Linked DNA regions of Gossypium arboreum: all the other regions are linked to region 3. The links are chromatin contacts, called in public Hi-C maps. All regions are on one chromosome and are shown on one strand. The core of a region is the stretch at or near the end of the contact, and the rest is flanking DNA. Distances in the headings are between cores, read along the strand shown. Region 1 holds the start of LOC108470473. Region 2 overlaps LOC108489294. Region 3 holds the start of LOC108454505 (NADH dehydrogenase [ubiquinone] iron-sulfur protein 1, mitochondrial-like).

Region 1 (3,230 bases), core at 664-3,163, 350 kb after region 3:
ATTTTAGATGTCAAATATCATTTTTGAGTACTATTTTCATCATAAAAGTCTTGATAATAGACCAAATTACCCTTTTACGACAAATTTACCATTGTTTTCCTTTTGATCCTTTTTAGCGATTTCTTTTCACAAATCGATAATTAGACCAATTTAAGATCATAATTCATAATAAATCTTTAACATAAGTCCTTGAGTGGTGAGAATTATAGTTTTTCCCTTTTTTGGTGAAAATGGGAAAATTATAATTTAGTCCCTAAACTTTTTAAAAGTTTCAATTTGGTCCTTTTGTCACATGTCCACTTCTAAATTCTTTTCAAAATTTTCTCATCTTAATTATCAACTTGATTTCATAAGATTCCTTTATCCAACTTATTTTTTTTAAAATTTCTAACCAAAATCACTATATCCGTTACTGAAATAGTGCCAAGTTGAAACTTTTGACATGTTCCAACGATGATAAAAAGGACAAAAATAAGCCCATTTCCAATTTTTTCAACTCAACTCTTTAGAAAAGTGCAACATGTCCATGACCTAGTGTCATAGGTTTAAAACTTTAGTCTAACAAACCACGCAGCCTTAGGCGATTTCTTGGGTTTAAATCCTGCCTAAGTCAACCTACTCTCAACAAAGGAGAATTATTGTAGAAATTCTCTAAGGCACCAAAGCAAAGCAGAAGTAAACTCAAAACAAAGGAGCAATGAGAGAACAAATAAGCCATAGAAAAATAGCGCACACTAAATGTTTGAGTAAATGCTCTCAAAAGTGTTCTATTACTTTGAAGGTTTACAACTAAGTGATTACAAATGAGGGGGAAGTCCTCTATTTATAGTTGAGCTCCCCCAAATTCAACGGTACAGATTGAGTTACATCGACAATCCAAATTAAAGGCTATCTACAATATGAGAGTCCTAAGGGATTTAAACTCTATGCATCTTTATCCTTTAAGATTTACAATAATTACCCTAGTAACTCTAGTTTTACTAGAGTGGTTCACTAGGTCACTAAAGCTTAAAGTAAATGGGTTTCTCCATATGTTCCACAAGTCAGACTAGTTCAAGCGAGTCATAATAACCTTATTTAATCAGTTGCTCTTTATGGGATGTTATGTGCCAAATAGTCATGTGCTTTAATCCATGACCCATGACACTAGAAGAAAGTCCAATAGTTGAAAATCACTTAAGATCAGGCAAGATAACTATTTGTAGGAATCTCAAAGCTTGATTGCCATTCTCATCATTAAAATGACATTAATGGTGAGGGGTTATAGCAACACTTATCACTTTTCTTATCGGGTAGGAAATAAGAAAATATATCCAAACAAGAACTTAAACAATAAGAGCTACTGTTACACCGTTTGTCAAACCGTATTGAGAACAAACAACTTGTGGTATTATCTGCACTTCCACAAGCAAATAAGCTTGAGACCACAGAACAATTTTTAAACCAAGTATGGAGACTCTCTACAACAAGAGAAATAAATGGGTTTAAGGAAGAAAATTAGAAAAAGAGAGAAAGAGAATGAAAAGAAATAAAGAAAAAAGAATAAGGAAAAGAAAAATATAAAAATAATTAAGAAATAAAAATGAATTTAAATTAAAGATATTGGCTAAATTAAAAATATAACCAAAATAGAAAAAAACTAATAACTAATTTCTTATTTTTAATAATTAAAAAATAAAATTACTTAAAATCAAACTTAAAATTTTATAATTATAAGATAATATTGTTAAGTCAAAAATTTATTAATGGTTTTTATCTTTAGAGCACACGACCTAATTTTTATAGAGTCAATTTAATTTTAATTTAATTGATATATATTATTCTCAATGTAAGAATATATAAATTTATTTACGTTAAAATTTATTATCTTTTTATTTATTGATTTAGAAGCGACTATAATTAATTATTTACCTTTGGATGGCTCGTTTCCAACCTTCTAATCGATTCCTCTCACGTACTAGTGCTTCTTCTCCTTTCTTTTCCGAAATTTTGGAAAACCACGCCTGTTTCAAAATACCCAAGTAAGCATCAATTTCTCCCTCTTCATTTTAAGTTTTGATAGTTTATATATTCTGTGTTCACACATCTCCGCCTCCAAACAAACCTGCCGCCACCACTTCGTCCCGGCCTCGTCATTCTCTTCCTCATATTTTATCCTTCTTCTCCTCCTTCTCCAGTCCCTGACCCAAGCCCTCTATTGCCTTCAAGTTTCTGGCAGGTCAGGAAATTAACTGAGGTAAATTTTTGAACTCTAAACATAAGTTGAAGTTTTCTACTTGAGTAATGAGATTTTGAGTTTTCTGGTCTCTGCCTCTGCATTGTTTTTTAATATTTTACTTTCTGTTTTCGATAATACTGCTTGTTACGCTGTGTCGTCTCATACTCTGTCTGTTTAGTGGAAATAGTGGACATAGTGGACCGTTATGGTCTCTATTTTTAGTTACACTGCTATTTGCGGCTGCCATCCGCTGCTATTGATGTGAAATTTGTTCACACTGTTATTGAGATCTTTACGGGGGGAGGGTGCCGCTACTCCGAAATAGCGGTATGACACAGCAGCGCCATTCGAAACTCTGGATTTCTACCACTCCGAATAAAGTATTTTAGCCACTGAAAATCTCATTGACTTGTTTAAAAGAGTAAGTGCTAAACAATTATTACGCTTTCTAGGATATTTCCCAGTGAAATCCTTTCCGGAAAAGATTAAATTTTCTTAAAAAACTGAGGTCTATTCTGAATAAAATAAAATAGAATAAATCTTTTGTTTCCTAATCTCCGTCGAGATTACGCTCTTATTTTGTGAGTTAGTTTTATGCATAGTTGTAATGGCATTTCCGATTATTACTTGTTTTTAGTCCGAGCTTTTTCTCCTTAAATTCCTTCTTTTTTCTTGTTGTAATTTTTTCGTGTCGGTTTTTGTTTATGAATTTCCTTACTATAAAGTTCAGTACTGATATCTCTTGAAGTCTTAGTTATCTCTTGTCTGAAACCTGGCAGTTGTACCTACTTTTTTCTTGGTTCTAATCAATCATTTCTTGTAAGATGTTCTTTTTCTTGGTTGCTTTTGGAGTGGTGATTGTAATTCATATTTTTAGTCTATCTGTTGTCTGTTTGTCACTCTCATCAAGGGAAAAAATGATTCAAATGTGTTGTTGATTCTTCTTAATTTTTATCACGACCAAAGAAGAAGGTATTTTAGTACTTGCTCACTTTATGTTCAATACGCTTAT
Region 2 (3,486 bases), core at 443-2,942, 320 kb before region 3:
CCCACAAATGTTTTTTTTTTAATTTTTTTAATTTTTTTTTACTTTTCTTTATTTTTTCAATTTTTTTGTGGGAAATATTTTTTTTCAATTTAATAAACTTCCAAGAAATAGTAAACAAAATTTCAGATCAATTTGAATTCGTTTACCCACTGAAATCAATATTTTTCAAAAAAAAAAATTAAAGGTAAAGACAATTTTTAGAGGCTGTTCAAGCAAAATCGGCCAAAACATTGTATTTAGCATAATGAAACAACTCAAAAACACTCAAATTTGATCAATAAGAAATTCAAGTTGTTTTCTTTATTTAGTTATTATGTTGAATATTTATCCTTATTTTTATTTTTTAAAATTTTCTTTGTTTTTCTTATTTTTCTAAATCTGTTTGTCTTTTTTCTTTTCAAGTGTGATCCAAATATTTCTTTCTCGAGTCGAACAACTTGAATACAATCTTCTTCTGCTTTCTCCTGGATCAACTTACTAAGCTCCTATGAAGCTTAACTTGTTTTCAAATGCGTAGATTGCAGAAAGTGTTTGTGCAAAAAAAAAGGTTGAGCATGGTTTGTCAAATCACAACTCATCAATAAGGTAAGAATTGAGAACCATGGATTTTGTGTCTTTGAATTAGTGTGGCATGTACCTAGGTATCCAGTAAGTAGGAAAGTGATAGATAGTTAGGGAACTGGCACAAAGTTGAGTTTTGTTTAAATGGAGAGGTTTTGAACCTTTGTGGTACATTAGATGGAGATTGAACATGGATGATGTAAAAGTTGAACGTCGACAATGACAATATAAAACGATCGCAAAGCAAAAAGAAAGAAAGATAAGAACACACAGATTTCACGTGGAAACCCTTTCGGGAGAAAAACCATTGATAGTGGAGAAGAAAATTCACTAATGTTAAATTTGAATGATACAAGAGGAGTTTAGACTACATCTATTTATAGGTTGAAAAACCTTATTATAATCAATGTCAAATAGAAGCAATGTAGTAAGGTTGAAACACCTTATTCTAATCAATATCAAACAGAATAAGTGTACTTTTATACAGATTTCACTTGTACAGCTTGTACCGTATCGTGAGGGCACACCCTCGGTTACGACCCCAGTCTAATTTTATACTTAATGGAGATTTGCGGCGGCTATGGCCCTCGACCTTTGCCCCCACAGATCCCCTTATTTTGCCATTATTTTTTTTAACAAGAAGTTGGGTCATACAACTCTAATAGATGAATTGCATGATGTTTACAAAGATAATTAGGAGTATTTTAAGGTCAAAGAATGATTGAGAATGATTGGGATTAATTGGAGTAAGTTATGACACTTTTTGAGGTATTTTTAAGCTTGATTTTAGCTTCCATACACCCAAATTTTGATACTTAGAGGGCTTGTATTGATAAAGCTCAAACATAATGTAAAAATGAATAGTATCAAGGTCAAGGTACCGATAAATTGGGGCATGCGTCAATACCTCTACCTTGTTTTCTTAATTTATGTTGTTTTTTACATCAAGGGGTCTCTGAATGATCTCTGGTTGCAACCAGATTACATATTCAGTTTAGAAATTATTGAAGAAGCCTTAAATAGCTTCAAATGAGTCTAAAAGATGAGTAGAACATGAGTGATGTGTTTGGTACGTAAATGTAGCATTTCTTACATGGTAAGGGGGTGTTACAATCGTCGTAACGGTAGAAGTGGTTGCGAAGGACCAATTCTCAAAAGATTTTGGCATTATCCAATGGTAACTGATTAGTAAACCAAACTGGTGGCATCTTAGAGAAAACACACCGATGAGTTGAAGTTGACTTTTTTAGTTGATTAGTTGTTCCAGAACTTAGTCATTAGATAGGATTTGGGCTAAAACTTGCTATCGACTAACAAGGATCGTAAGTGGTTGGTCTGGATCCAAATATATACGTGGTCAAAGCTAAAATTAAGTTAAATTTTAACATATGTAATAAAGCTTTAAGTTGCCCCTTAATTGCCCAAATCTAGTCTGATCTAGTCTTTTTAGCTAATGCAATGTTTCTTATTCGCTAGGAATGTTGGCAAGTCACACTATGCATAGCTTTTGAGTCGGATAAAAGCTAGAGGTGATTCCTCTACGTGCCACGTGACATTGTTCTTACTAGCATAGCATTTATGTTTTGTACTTTATAAAGCCTAAGCTCATGTGATCTTTGTACCAGTTGGAACTTGAGCTCTTTTGGGCCTTGTTACAGGCCTTAGCCCATTTGGCCTGGATATAACAATAATGAATAATAAAAATTTTCAGTGATTAAAAATATTTCCAAATGAATGCTTTTATATATAAATCTCTCTCTCTCTACATATATATATAAACTAGTTTTTAAATTCTTATCTAAGTTTGTTTTTCCTTTTTCTGACGTAAAAGATTGTAGTAAAAATTTGCAAATGCTTGAACTCAAAATCCATACCCAGTAAATGGTACTTCTTGAAATAATTTCATCACCAAGTTAAGCTTTGAGTAATATTCTTGTTCTTACAATTCTTCAGATTCAGAGTAATTTTATAGTTCTACAATAAAAGCCAATATCAAACTACAATACAGTGCTCCTTGAGCCCTAGGAAGCTTTATCTACATATGGCTTCTGCTCAAAATTTACTTAGTGTAAATAACGAAGTACATAAGACAAAAAAGAAAGGAAAAAGAATCTACATTTTGAAGTAGATGTTGAAGAACATTGTCGCCATACCTTTTCCAGCAGCACTCATCTTTCCATAAAACTTATTCAGACATCGCTTCAGCTTCTCCATCCACAAAACCAGAGTCGTTACCCCTGAAAATGTTAAAATGTTCCAATCATTCAGGTACCTTTTTTTTTATTACCTGACATACCTACATATCAGAACTTATGAGAAGAAAAAACCTTACCTATAGTAAGCCTTAGAAGAATGTATTCTATATTTCCTATCAATCTGGTATATAGGGCCAATGATGTCAAATCTGAACACACGAGGATAAAGTAATCGTATTCCTTAAATTGTAAATTAAAACAAAATATGCGACCACAAAATCAGTTCCTTCCAAGAATACCGACGTTAACTGCTCATGAATATAAAAATCTCTTTCTTACTATACACTCGTAAATGTACAAACACAACAACAGATGCATCCATTAAAAGCTCTCCCTGGCTTGGCCAGATAACAACTGATTTAGAATAAAATTAAAGGAAAAAAAAAAAGGGTTTAGAAGAACTGTTTACCAGAGCATGGATTCGACTTCAGAGAGAGACCAAGTGAGGCATATTTTCCATAGGTTAGCAACCTCACCCATTTTGAAGCACCAAGCTTGCTTACTGTAGATCTCAGTAATTCACTAAAACAGAAAAGACCAAAATGAGATTAGGAGCTATTGAACTCCAAATAGGCTACTGAATTTATCTTACTCTGTCCGCAATATTATGAGAAAGTTGGAAGGAAGAGATTCCATAAACGAAGATATGTCCTCCATCTCTAGAGCCTTT
Region 3 (3,574 bases), core at 1,002-3,501:
AAGTTTCAAAGTCACATTTATCCTTGCTAATTTTTTTTCCTCTTTGCCTTATTAATTCCTTAAAAAAAATTCAATTAGTAAGCTTGTTTTCAATTTCATCAAAATTTCACTATATATGTTCCCAATACCATTTACTAAACTAAAAATTTGAAGTGTTTGCACTATTATATTAAATGTGAGATAAGACTTCAAGATGAAGAGGAGGATAGATCATATGGAGACTAGTTTTGAGCATTACTGATGCAAAGGATCTCTTAGAGTTCTTTATCAATGTCAAGTCAGTTGATTGGGATTTATCATCGAAGAAATCTTATTATGACAAAATTAAAATGTATTTATTATTGGTTGATAAAGTAATGAATTTATTTTTACATCTCTCCTCCAATAAGCTATTCTTGAAGAAAATGGCAATAGTATTGTGGTTATTACCAATTTGATTGGAACAAAAACTATTCCAAAAGTAGTTAAAGAAGATAATATCATTCACTTTTTCACTTCCCTATAATAATTTACTCATGATTTATAATTTTGTAATATTTATATATTAATTGTCACTGAAAGCATCTTTTATTTAAAAATTTTAACTATCATTGTTATTTTAAATCTAATTTCATCGATAATTTTGTTGTAAATTTAAAATAAAAGTTAAGGAAAAGGTTTAACTAAATCAACCAGTTATAAGTTAATATTAAAATTTCTAATACAATAACAAAAATTTTAAATTTTAATGGATACCAAAATCTCTAAACAATACCAATATCTCTAGTAGAGATGCCCATATTTATAACAAATACTGAATTTCTAATGCATTACCGATATTTCTAACAAGACACCAAAACCGATATTTCTAATTTAGTATTTTCTATACTAAAATTTCAAACGAGACATTCTTAATAATTTTGGTATCGATTAAAAAAATTTAGTATCGCATCAACTAAGAACATCCCTAAGCTATTTTAGTATGACCTTAGTAATCTTGGTACAGGCTATTGGGTCGCACAGGCAAGGAAATTTTGATGATAAATTTGAAGGGAAACATGTACGAACAAAAATAGTGCATATTGATCCTAACAATAGCATTGCCTTAAATATTTTGGTATTTAATTAGAAATTTTGTATTTTGGTATACAAAATTAAATATAATTTGTTATATATTACTCTATATATATATTGGTATACCATAATATATTGTACTATTGTCTTATATATTTGGGTATATTTAAATAATATTTAAATACAGATTAAATATATTTTATTTTGTTTATTATATATAATTGTTACATCAAATAAAAAATAAATTTGTTAGTATGCATTAAATTTGGTTCATATATTTTATATAAAAATTTGAAAATATACTAAATTATTTGAAGAAATAAAATTTTTATCTGATATTCAAAACTTTTAATGCGGTACCAAGATTCCTAATCAAGTACCAAAATTTTTAATAAAATCTCTTTAAATATTTCGTGTTAGGTTAAAATTTTGGTATTTGATTATAAATTTTAATATACCAAAATACCAAAAAATTATAACAAGATGATGTTAGGGATATCGTATTAGATATTTTGATTAAAAGTATTGGCTTCACATTAAAATTAAAAATATTAGCATCTTATCTTATTATATTTTTGCAATAATTTATCTAAAAATATATTTACTTTTCCTTTTATCAAAATAAAGTCTCGCTTTTAGGGATGTCAATTGGGCGACACAGGTGTGGGGGCATCCTCACCAAGAATTTTCATCCCCATCCCTGCCCAGCGACCCACTACGGGTAAAAAACTCAAAACCATCCTCGCTCACCACCTACGTGGGTCCTTAAATTCACCTAATCCCTGCTATACCCGCCTCGTGACCCACTTCATATAATATATTTATAAGTATCAATTAAATAAATATAAATCAAAATTTTTATAAAAAATGTATGAAATATTTATCCTTTGAACTCTTACTACATATGTGACATTATTTCAACTGTCACTATTTAAAAAAAGTCATCATGACCCTTTAATTGATAAACAAAATATAACTTCAATATTAATTTAAAAATTTTAAAAATAAAGTCCTTTTATAATATTTAAATACAAATAATGTCTCAAATATATCACAAATATTTTTAAATATAACACAATTACAAAAATTAAATAGTAATAAATAAATAAAATACTAATAAAATAATTATTAAATTAAATTTTTATAAATATTTTTTTAATATACTTATTATATTATTCGAGGTAAGTGAAGATGAGACAAACGGGAATGAGGTGAGTATAATATCAAAACCACGACTCTCGATGAGTCTAATATTTATCTTTATCTCTATTTCAGTACCCGCAAAACCTGTACCATCCTAGCCTAATTGGGTGTGAAGTGGGATGGGATCGTGAAACCGCACCGACATCCCTACTTTCTTTAGATGAAAGCTTACTGTAACGTGAATTGAAAAGATTAGGCTAAAATTTCTTCAAATAGGACATCGAAATGAGCTTGGCCCCTTTGTTCCCCAATTCGAGTACTGTAAGCTACGACGACGTTTTGTAAGCCCCTAAACCAGTCCATGAAGACAAAAACGGGTCAACTTGAAGCCCGACTTCTTGTGGGAATCACACGCCAGTGGATGACACACATTCAACCCAACAGTTCCAATCGAATCTCTCGCCAATCGCCACTCCCTTCTCTCACTTCACAGCTCCAACAAAGGAAAGGCTAAGCCTATCTTCGGGCTGCCAGAAAAATGGGTTTAGGCTTATTAGCTTCAAGAACCCTAAAATCGTCAAGAATCCTCCATTCCCAATACTCTAGATTCCGACCCATCGTCACCCAATCCGAGCTCCAATCCCCCGACGCCTCATCGGCAGCAGCAGCAGCACCGCAGCCAGAAACCACTCCTTCTCCACCCAAGAAACCCGTTGGCGGTGCACGGATCCACTTCACGAACCCGGATGATGCCATCGAGGTGTTCGTCGATGGCTTCCCGGTGAAAATCCCCAAGGGCATGACCGTTCTTCAGGCCTGCGAAATTGCTGGTGTTGACATTCCGCGGTTTTGTTATCATAATCGACTTTCAATCGCTGGGAACTGCCGTATGTGCCTCGTCGAGGTTGAAAAATCCCCCAAGCCCGTCGCCTCTTGTGCCATGCCTGCTCTCCCTGGTTAGCGTTTCAATTTAACAATTATTATATTTTGTATTTTGTTTTCTCAATTTTACTAGTGTGTTTGAATTTAATTAGATGAACGGATTTGAATTTCTTTGCAGATTTTTGACGTGTTTCAGGATACTAGTAATTTGGATTTAGGGTTCTCAAATTATTCTATACTATTTTATTCTCTTTAATCTCTGTTATTTAATGTCTTGCTACTAGTTCCATATAGTCTTCATAAAGATACAGAATTATGATCGATTTGATCTTTATAAATTCAGTCATAAATGTTTGTTTTCATCTTCATTTTTGTTTTACATGTTTTAGTAACCATGCATGGAAATGTGTCTAGATTTGTACTTAAAATTTCTTAATATCTAAGTATTTATGTGATTGTAAACAATAATTCTTGTGATAATTTTCTTTCAAGCTTG

The links. Hi-C and Micro-C count contacts between places; a contact is called where the count stands out from the background.
Region 1: a contact with region 3 is called in a Hi-C map of leaf, with 2.0 times the contacts expected there. The contact joins the promoter of LOC108470473 here to the promoter of LOC108454505 in region 3. A contact is called at or near these places in 2 of 5 Hi-C or Micro-C datasets (both in leaf).
Region 2: a contact with region 3 is called in a Hi-C map of leaf, with 2.4 times the contacts expected there. The contact joins the enhancer-like site here to the promoter of LOC108454505 in region 3. A contact is called at or near these places in 2 of 5 Hi-C or Micro-C datasets (both in leaf).

Annotation. Positions count from the first base shown.
Region 1 is chr7:48,907,494-48,910,723 of ASM2569848v2, reverse strand. LOC108470473 reads left to right here and starts at 1,913. Exons shown (of 4, transcript XM_053030425.1): 1 at 1,913-2,236; 2 at 2,507-2,639.
Region 2 is chr7:49,571,822-49,575,307 of ASM2569848v2, reverse strand. It overlaps LOC108489294, which reads right to left. Exons shown (of 16, transcript XM_053030721.1): 13 at 3,409-3,486; 14 at 3,226-3,338; 15 at 2,715-2,798; 16 at 2,433-2,609. The coding sequence ends at 2,593. Among protein-coding and RNA genes, the nearest start is that of LOC128295353, 15 kb to the right of the region's middle. Within about 2 kb of position 1,692, at least 2 of the 2 cell types and tissues checked have an H3K27ac peak or open chromatin away from gene starts, as enhancers often do. A contact at or near this core is called in leaf, where this site is marked.
Region 3 is chr7:49,253,323-49,256,896 of ASM2569848v2, reverse strand. It overlaps LOC108454505 (NADH dehydrogenase [ubiquinone] iron-sulfur protein 1, mitochondrial-like), which reads left to right and starts at 2,251. Exons shown (of 5, transcript XM_017752991.2): 1 at 2,251-3,152. The coding sequence starts at 2,735.